2 separate regions of the Rattus norvegicus genome follow, and region 1 is linked to region 2. A link is a contact called in public Hi-C data. All regions are on one chromosome and are shown on one strand. Each heading gives the region's core, a stretch centred on a gene start, on an enhancer-like site or on the middle of the called end of the contact. The rest is flanking DNA. Distances are from core to core; before and after follow the strand shown. Region 1 has its middle 39 kb from the start of Mir183. Region 2 overlaps Nrf1 (nuclear respiratory factor 1).

The links. A called contact is a pair of places that touch in the nucleus more often than the background predicts.
Region 1: a contact with region 2 is called in a Hi-C map of kidney, with 4 times the contacts expected there. The contact joins two enhancer-like sites. A contact is called at or near these places in 3 of 12 Hi-C or Micro-C datasets (Schwann cells, kidney and liver).

Annotation. Positions count from the first base shown.
Region 1 is chr4:59,793,141-59,797,820 of GRCr8, reverse strand. No RefSeq gene overlaps it. Among named protein-coding and RNA genes, the nearest start is that of Mir183, 39 kb to the right of the region's middle. Within about 2 kb of position 2,985, at least 6 of the 93 cell types and tissues checked have an H3K27ac peak or open chromatin away from gene starts, as enhancers often do. A contact at or near this core is called in kidney, where this site is marked.
Region 2 is chr4:59,703,942-59,708,227 of GRCr8, reverse strand. Nrf1 (nuclear respiratory factor 1) reads right to left here. Exons shown (of 12, transcript NM_001100708.1): 10 at 2,397-2,554. Among named protein-coding and RNA genes, the nearest start is that of Mir182, 46 kb to the left of the region's middle. Within about 2 kb of position 1,802, at least 3 of the 93 cell types and tissues checked have an H3K27ac peak or open chromatin away from gene starts, as enhancers often do. A contact at or near this core is called in kidney, where this site is marked.

The DNA of each region.
Region 1 (4,680 bases), core at 1,736-4,235, 88 kb before region 2:
AGTACAGTGTTGTTTTAAGATCTAATTAATGAGTGTAAACCGTGAAAAAAAAAAATGCAGTACTCTCCCAGAGACAAAGCGCCAAGTGGGGAAGGAGGGGTGAAAAAGAAATTTATGCTCAGCACCAGGAAGCGCTTCCCACCCACCCGCTGCTGAATGGAGGCGCAGTCCTGGAAGCCTCTGTTGGGGTTTTTCCATGTAGAAAGCAAATCCCAGAGCCTTGAATCTTTTGGGGACAATGGAAATACCAGGCAGAGGGACCAGAGGCTCGCGGGGTGGGGGGCTCTGCGGCTCCACCTAGCTGTCTCCTCAGCCTCATCCCTCGGGAGGGGAGGGAGGTGACTTCCAGGATCCGAGAACACCGGCCCCGCCTCGCTTGAGAGCTTGTAGACAGCTCAGATCTCCCAAGAGGGCAGATGCTATGACCCTTGAGCTGCGGGGGCGCCACCTGCTCTCCTGAGTGTACCTCCTCGACTCCGCCGCCAGGGGGCGCGCGGGGCTCGTGCTGCTCCCGGCTCCGCGCCTCGCAAGGGAGAGCCTGGCTGGTGGCACAAAGCGTCCCCATCCTGTGACTACCACACCTGTCCTCTGCACACAGGGCCCCAGCCTGCCAACTGTCAGCCCCGCAGCAGAAAACACCGGAGCAAGGCCGGAGCAGAGAAACCCTCAAGGGCATTCTGTGGGGGAGACTGAGATCGCGACCCCGGCCACTATGCACTATGCACTGCCTTCTCCGTGAGGAAAACCACAGGACTGGGAAGTAAGACTGAAACAGGTGTTAGGTTCCCATCTTTCTGCCTAGTGTCCTCCCATTGTAGCTCTCACTGTCATTTATTCGGAAGGTCATCACAAGGTTCAAGACAGCTACGAGAGCTCCAGAAATCACATCTCAAGTTCTAGTAGGTTGCTGGGTGAAGGGAAGAATGAAGAAGAAGAAAAAAAAAAAGGTGCTTGCTACCAATAAGGAGTCTTCTTGGAAGTCTCAACTCCCACTATATCCCCGAAAACAAACAGAGTCACGTGCCCTGCCCTGAGCTAGGTGTACTTTTCACCAGCTTACATAGTCCTCTACCAAGGCAACGTGTGGACTTCTGTTTTTGGAAACTGATGGAACAAGTTAGCTTTTTGTTTTCCTTTCTTTAATTGCACGTGAACTGGGGCAGGATTATAAGTGTTTATCTAGCAAAAGGACCCCGGTTAGATTCCCAGCACCCACAGGGTGGTGGCCCACAACCATCTGTAACTCCAACCTCGGGTTATCTTGTGGCTTCCATCGACTCCTACATGCATGTGGAATACATACATATACTCAGGGATAATAATACATATTTTTTCTTTTTTTTTTTTTTCAGAGCTGGGGACCGAACCCAGGGCCTTGTGCTTGCTAGGCAAGTGCTCTATCACTGAGCTAAATCCCCAACCCCTAATAATACATATTATAACATGTAAATAGGGGTTGGGGATTTAGCTCAGTGGTAGAGCGCTTGCCTAGGAAGCGCAAGGCCCTGGGTTCGGTCCCCAGCTCCGAAAAAAAAAAAGAACCAAAAAAAAAAAAAATAAATAACATGTAAATATAAGTGTATATCGTCAGGTCTGAAAGCATGGCTCAGTTGGTAAAAGCATCTGTTTCTGAGTCTGAGGACCTGCGTTCACCTCTGGGACCCACAGGGTAGAAGGAGGGAATCAGCTCTGGCAAGTTTGTCCTCTGACTTCACCATTGAAAAGAAACAAAGTAGCTGGGCAGGGTAGGACACACCTGCAATCCCAACACTAGGGAGGCAGAGGCAGGCAGATTTCTGAATTGGAGGCTAGCCTGGTCTACAGAGTGAGTTCCAGAACAGCCAGGGCTACACAGAAAACCTGTCTCAAAAAACCATAATCAGGGGGCTGGGAAGATGGTTAAGAGCACTGACTGCTCTTCCAGAGGTCCTGAGTTCAAATCCCAGCAACCAGATGGTGGCTCACAACCATCTGTAATGAGATCTGATGCCCTCTTCTGGTGTGTCTGAAGACAGTTACAGTATACTCATATATAATAAATATTTAAAAAAACAAAATCAAAACAAACAAAAAAAACGAACCAACATCATGAATGCCCCTTGAGTTGATTATAGTATTCCCACAGCTATTTATTTGGGCTGGGGAAGAGGGTTTTGAGACAGGTCTGTGTATCCCTGGCCGTCCTGGAACTCACTCTGTAGACCAGGCCAACCTCAACCTCAGAAATCCATCAGCCTCTGCTTCCCACGATGTGTGCCTCCATCCCTAGCCACAAGTGATTGTTTTTGTCAAACTTGGTGGTTCACACCTGTAATCCCAACACTCGGGAGGCTGATGCAGGAGGATTGCCACCAGTTCCAGACCAACCTGAGCGGCATGTTCTTCAGGCCTGCTTGGGCTATAGAGTGAGACACTATCTAAAGATGCCGAGTTGAGAACAATTTAAAGTCCTGAAAACACTAAGGTCTTTATTTACACACGGGCGGGCGGGCGGGCGTGCTAACAGTAAGGAATGGGGGATGGGGGGAGGTAGCGTTGTGTGGTTAGAGCCGACAGTGCCCACACCCGGACTGAGAGCAGTCATTTCCAGACTGGCCTGAAGGAGGCGGCCTTTGTCCTGCCTGGAGGACCTCAGGGTGAGCTGGCAGGCCCTAACAAGCAGAGGACCCCTAAGGACAGGGGGCTGGCCCAGCACTGCTGCCAACTGTGCGGCTAGGGGGTGCAGGGCCTGGAAAGGAGCGCATGGCTCAGGACAAGTTGTTCCCCTGCCAGTAATTCACTTACACGGAGCCCCGGAATGAAGACCTCTCCGGCTATAGCTGCACTGCCTGCCCAGCATCTGTTCCCTCCGGTGACAGGGACACAATGCGGTTTGCTCTACTCTCTCTGCCTGCCATGTGGATCCCGGGAGTTCCCTCTCCCTCCCTCCCAAGGAGGTTTTCTACTCTGAGTTCAGAGAATGGCAGAGTGGGGGAAGAGAAGGGCCTTTGGTCCCAGTTGGCAGTGGCCAAGAAGGGCCTGCCTGCAAGCTGCCCCGCCTCTCCCCGGTGGACAGCTGAAGTTTCTCTGCCCTTCGGCCAGCTTTCCGTAGCTTCCTGCCATTTGCAGCCCGTGTTCCTGAGGACCGGGCCTCTTAGTTTTGGTGGGAAATTGGATGACACTCTTATGATTCAGCCCAGTCTCTAAAGGGCACTCGCCCCCAGCCTGGGGACCTGAGTTCAATCCCCTTGATGGGAGAAGAGGAACCTGCTCCTGAAAGCTGACCTCTGACCTCCACACAAGGCCATGCCATGCACACACCCCTCCCCCCACAATGAATACATAAATGTAAATGAGGGACTGTGGCTTATTGAGGCAAAGCCTGTATAATGATGTTGTTGTTATCATTATATTAGAGTACACAAACTGACAAGGGCCAGGTAGGAAGGTCCTTATGCTGAGCTTTAAGAAGATATATACCCAGCCATGGTGGCATAGGTTATACCCAGGAAGCCGAGACAGGGGGATTATTAGTTTTATCAAAACCAGTTTGGGCCACAAGCAAAACTCTTGTCTCAAAACAAGAACAACCAAAGAGACTTTGCTCTGTGTACCCCTAAACTCGTTCTGTAGACCCGACTGACTTAGAACTCTCAAAGATCAAACTACCTCTGTTTTCCAAGTGCTGGGATTAAAGGAGTGTGCCACCACACTGAACTTCCAAAAGACATTTCTCAGGTTACCGAAAAAGCTGGACATGTAGCTCAGTGGTAGAGTATTTGCCTAGGAAATGTACGGCCCTGGCTTTAGCCCCAGCACTGAAATAAATGGGATACATGAATGAGTATAATTAAGACTGTGGTTGGGGGGGCTGGAGAGCTGGCTCAGCAGTTAAGAGCACTGACTGCTCTTCCAGAGGTCCTGAGTTCAATCCCCAGCACCCACTTCTGGTGTATCTGAAGACAGTTACAGTGTACTTATTTAAATAAAAATAATAAATCTTAAAAAAACAAAAAGACTATGGTTGGGACTCAACTGGCATGTATAAGAAAGACCCTGGGTCCGATTCCCAACACAAAGAAAGAAGGGACGTGAGGGAAGAAAAAGGAATCCACACCCAAACTTGGCTCCATGAAATGATCATAAACGTTTAGCTAAGCTAGACTGACGGTGGTGGTTTGACTATGCTCCGCCCATAGGGAGTGGCACTGTTAAGAGACATAGCCTTGTTGAAGGAAGTGCGTCACTGTGGGGGGGGGGCACTCAAGTTCCACCCATTGTGGAAGAGAGCTTCCTGCTAGCTGCCTGAAGATGACCTTCTCTCTCCTGGTTGCCTTCGAATCAAGATGTACAACTCTGAGCTCTCTCCAGCACCATGTTTGCCTGGATGCTGCCATGCTTCCTACTATGATAATGGACTGAACCTCTGAACCTGTAAGCCAGCCCCAATTAAACGCTGTCTCTTCATACCGAGCAAAAAGAGCTCAAGGAAAAGGGGGGGGGGGGGTTAAAAAGCAAAACAAAACAAAACAAAACAAAACAAAAAACAAGACAAAACAGGAGCTGGCTCAGCGGCTAAGAGCACTTGCTGATCTTTCGGAGGACCCTGGTTTGATTCCCAGCACCCACATGGTGGCTCACAGCGAACTATAACTCCAGCGTGAGGGACTCCGACTCTCTCTTCCGACCTCTAGGGGCAGC
Region 2 (4,286 bases), core at 553-3,052:
ATGAATTTTGATGGGACAAAGGGGTCCCCATATCGCATGTACAATGACTCCTCAGTACGGGGTTGTCTGAGACCCAACCCTTCCGACGAAGTGTTCAATTCACCTGTGGGTCTCAGCTAGCTTTGCTCCCAGGCTTGGCTTCTGGCGGAAGTGGCAAGACATCACCCTAGGACTCACTGGGGCATTGGACTATCTGATTGCAAACAGATTTCAACATCTCTCTTCTCCTCCTTCAAGCCACAGTGACCCACACCCTCCTTTCTGGAGTAAACACTGCAGCTGCATCTCAGTTTTGTTAACAAGCCCTCAGGGGATACCATTATGCTCACTGCCTTTAGAAATAAACTCTATCCTCACAGCAAAGGGAACCAGAATATGCCTCAGATTTTCCACTATGTGCAGGGGTCCCAGGATACTACACTTCACTGGGAATCAAGGTGTCGGTTCTAAGTTCTGGTTTTGTTGTCCTTTAGTGACGGCTTACTACTTATTACTTTAGACCCAAAGAAACAGTAAGGGGACACCAGGCTGAAGGCAGGGGGTTTTCCCTCTGAGCCTTTAGGAAACTCATCTGAGTACCTTGAAGGAAGGAGTGGAAGAACGCTAACCTGTTAAGAGCAGTTAAATTTCCACGATTCTGAAAAGCACACATCAGTGGCCCCAGGACACAGTAAATCTGAGAGGACTAGAGTGAATGCGTGCCTGTGTCTCCGTCTTAAGAGTCTGACCAACCAGTCGTAGCCATGACTTCCTTCAAAATCAATGGCTTCAAAGGTTTTAAGCAGACCTGGGCTCGGGTATGCCTTGTCCTATCTGGTTTTATAGTTATATCCCACTATAATCAATTCTAATAGAGGCCTCACACAGGTCAGCCTCCCCAATTGATCTTAGTCCCTAGCCCTTTGCTGTATAATTTAAATACCATGAGCATGGTGGCTCACACCTACATTCCCAGTACTCAAGAGACTTTAAGACAAGAAGATCATCACACGTTCAAGGCAAGTGTGGGATATAGAGTGAGTTCTATGTCGACCTAGGGTATAGAGTGAGACTCCTTGGAAAGAAAGCGGCTTAAGAGAGGGAGGGAGGAAGGGAAAGGGAGAAATGAAGGAAGGGTGGAAGGAAGAGAAGAAATGAGGAAGACAGACTTAATTCCCTGAGTGTTAACATGAGCAGGTGCCTCTAAGAATGTCATCCACATTGTATTACTGGGTTTTTGAGTCTGTTCATGGCTAACCAAGAGTTTAGCTGGGATTCAAACCAGAAATCTATGTGACCTTGGAACCCCCTTCTCAAACAACACACTGTACAGTCTCATACAGAGCACTGCATCTATGCTCTCCAGCCACCTGTCCCTACCAATCTAAACTTTTTTTTTTTTTTTTTGGTTCTTTTTTTTCGGAGCTGGGGACCGAACCCAGGGCCTTGCGCTTCCTAGGCAAGCGCTCTACCACTGAGCTAAATCCCCAACCCCCCAATCTAAACTTTTAAAAAAGCAGTTTAACAACAAAAAAGTTCCCTCCAATCTACACTTTACCTGACTTTTGAATTCCTCTCTCTGGATTTCTACAATGTTCATGCTAACAACTGTTAGGTGGTTCACTGAAATTAAGTCTCCCCAGGTACGAGGAGGGTTTGACAGCAGAGACTGTGCTGCAACACTCCACCCTGCTCCGCTCTCACAGGAAGAGTGCTGGCCTGCCGTAGAGGTCAAGGTCCACGTGAGCCTAAGGACCGACTGCACACAGTGGTCAGCAGCAGCCCTGACCACACGCTAGGCCTCACCCGCAGTGACGTCTTCAGTTCTTACAATGCCTCCTCAAGGCAGGGAGAGGCATTACAGTCGGTCTACCGAAAGCCTGGGCACCGAGTTTACTCAAGGTCAGCCAGCCAGCAAGTGCAGGGGCAGAGTGACTTTAAGGTCTCTGTTCTTAATGATTAATAAAAATTCCTTGGGTTCGGTCCCCAGCTCCGAAAAAAAGAACCAAAAAACAAAAAAAAAAAACAAAACAAAACAAAAAAAAAGAACAATAGGGTGATGATCTTTCCTGTCAACAATCAGTAGGAAGTGGCCAGAAGGGAACATGTATGCTGCTTTGGAAAAGGCCTCTCTCTCTTTCTGCAGTGTGCCCTTTCTAGATATTCTTCCAAAGAAAGGGTTTAATTTTTCTTGGTGGGGGCTGGCTAGAAATCAAAGTATCATAGTTCAGTATTGGAATGTCTGCCTGACATGCATGAAGCCCGAGGGAGCTCCGTCCCCAGGACTGAAGACAACAACCCAGTCGACAGTGTCTTATGAGCCAGAGCTGTATCCCTGTCGGCTGTGACTGAGGAGGAATGCGGTGGCTTTCTTAGGACAGTCCTGCAGTCCCATTCTTCCCCACCCCTGCCTCCACCTGTTAAGGGCCATGGTGACAGTGGCTCCCTGTTGCATCTCCTGAGAAGCGGCCACTGCGGCCTCTGCCAGTGATGCCACTGCCTGGGTGGCCTCTGATGCTTGCGTCGTCTGGATGGTCATTTCACCGCCCTGTAATGTGGCCCAATTTTGTTCCACCTGAGGCAGAAAGAACAAGGACAGTCAAAAGTCAAAACATAACATCACTATGTTCTTAGCCAAATGAACGCACACAACATGGCCTATAATGTATAGGGAGAGTTTCAGCATGCTATTCTCTGTGCAAAAAGGGGGACTATTTGAATTTCCATTTGAATTTGAGCGTGTCTATGTCAAGCAGCTCTGGAAGCACATAAGAGAAATCACTGAAAATACTTTCTTGAGACAAGTACGGCAACACATGCCTGTCTCAGCCCTTGGGGTCCCTCCCATTCCCAAGCCAGCCTGGCCTACAGAGCCAGACTGTGTCAAGAGAGACAGGGAGGGAACGAGGCAGGGAAGGATGGATGGAGGAAGGGGTGGGGAAAGAAACAAAGAAACTTGTTGGGTTTGGACGGGAGGCAGAGGGCAGATTGGCAGCACCTGCTTCTAAGCACTGCTTTCCTTGGCCGTGTTGCTTGAGCCTCTGTCACCCCTCCTTCCTGTGTGTAACTGTGTGTGCACTTGTACGCTACCATGTTCCAAAGAGAAGGCTAAGCCCAAGAGGTAGCTATTCAGAAGAAGTCCTACTGCCTTGCTGAGAGAAACTCACTGTGCTCAGGCCCTTTAAATGGTGGCCCCTCTTATGTCTGGTTAGAACAGGTCACTGTAGCCATCCCCGAATCCTTTGCATTTGCTTGCTTCCCTCTGGTCTGAGCTCAGGCTCATTACTCCTCTGAAAACACTCAGAAGCAGATCCCTTGCACTGCACCCTGGTCCCCTCTTCCCTTCCTGCTGCTGCTCAATGAATGGTTGCCATGGGTTTCCCACCCTCCCTGTGTGGTCCCTTAGGGACAGGAATAGTTTATTGTTCAGTATGGACAGCAGAGATTGGCACAGGGGTCCAGAGAGTTCATGGAATGTGCGGATGGAGAACGTGCTCCATGTTCTCCTACTTGCTATTGAACCTGTCTATATTCAGCAGGATTGATATTCATTAAAAACCTAGGAGAATGTGTCGTATAATTTCAAACCCATCACACGTGCTGGTGCCTCACTCTAAGCTCACATCTTTGATGTCTCTGTACTTCGGTGCTTGTTTTCCTTTGTCCAGCAGAGTTATCATCATCATCATCAGATATTCAAATCTCTGATGTCTAATGCATTCAACATGACTAAAACCAACCGATGGTCCAAAGTACAACAGAATTAAAAACAATTTTTTTTTGAGACAATATTTGTTAGACTAGGCTGGCCTTAAACTCACTGAGATCTGTCTGCCTCTGCTTCTAGAGTGCTGGAATGAAAGTGTTCCTAAGCCAACTGCATCATAAATAAATTACATACTTAAAAAATCAACATACATAGTTGACTTTACATTTGAATGTTGACTTCTTTTTTTTTTCTTTTTTCTCGGAGCTGGGGACCGAACCCAGCGCTGAGCTAAATCCCCAACCCCTTGAATGTTGACTTCTAAGTGTCCATGTAGTCTGTACAGTTCCTAAATGACTTTTTTGCAACTACACAGATTGCCTATCCTTAGCATGGGAGCCCACAAATGGCCCTTCTTGTAAAAGTATTAAAGAGAAAATCCCTTCTATTGTGTTTTATATTAAACACTATATTACAAAAGGGAAATTCTAAGTTTCTAACAGGTCAGTTTCGATCATAGTGATCCATGAATTTTATTTGTTACAATTAACATACACAATATTAGATGTTTCTCTAAATTGTCATGGTCTGATAAGTATGA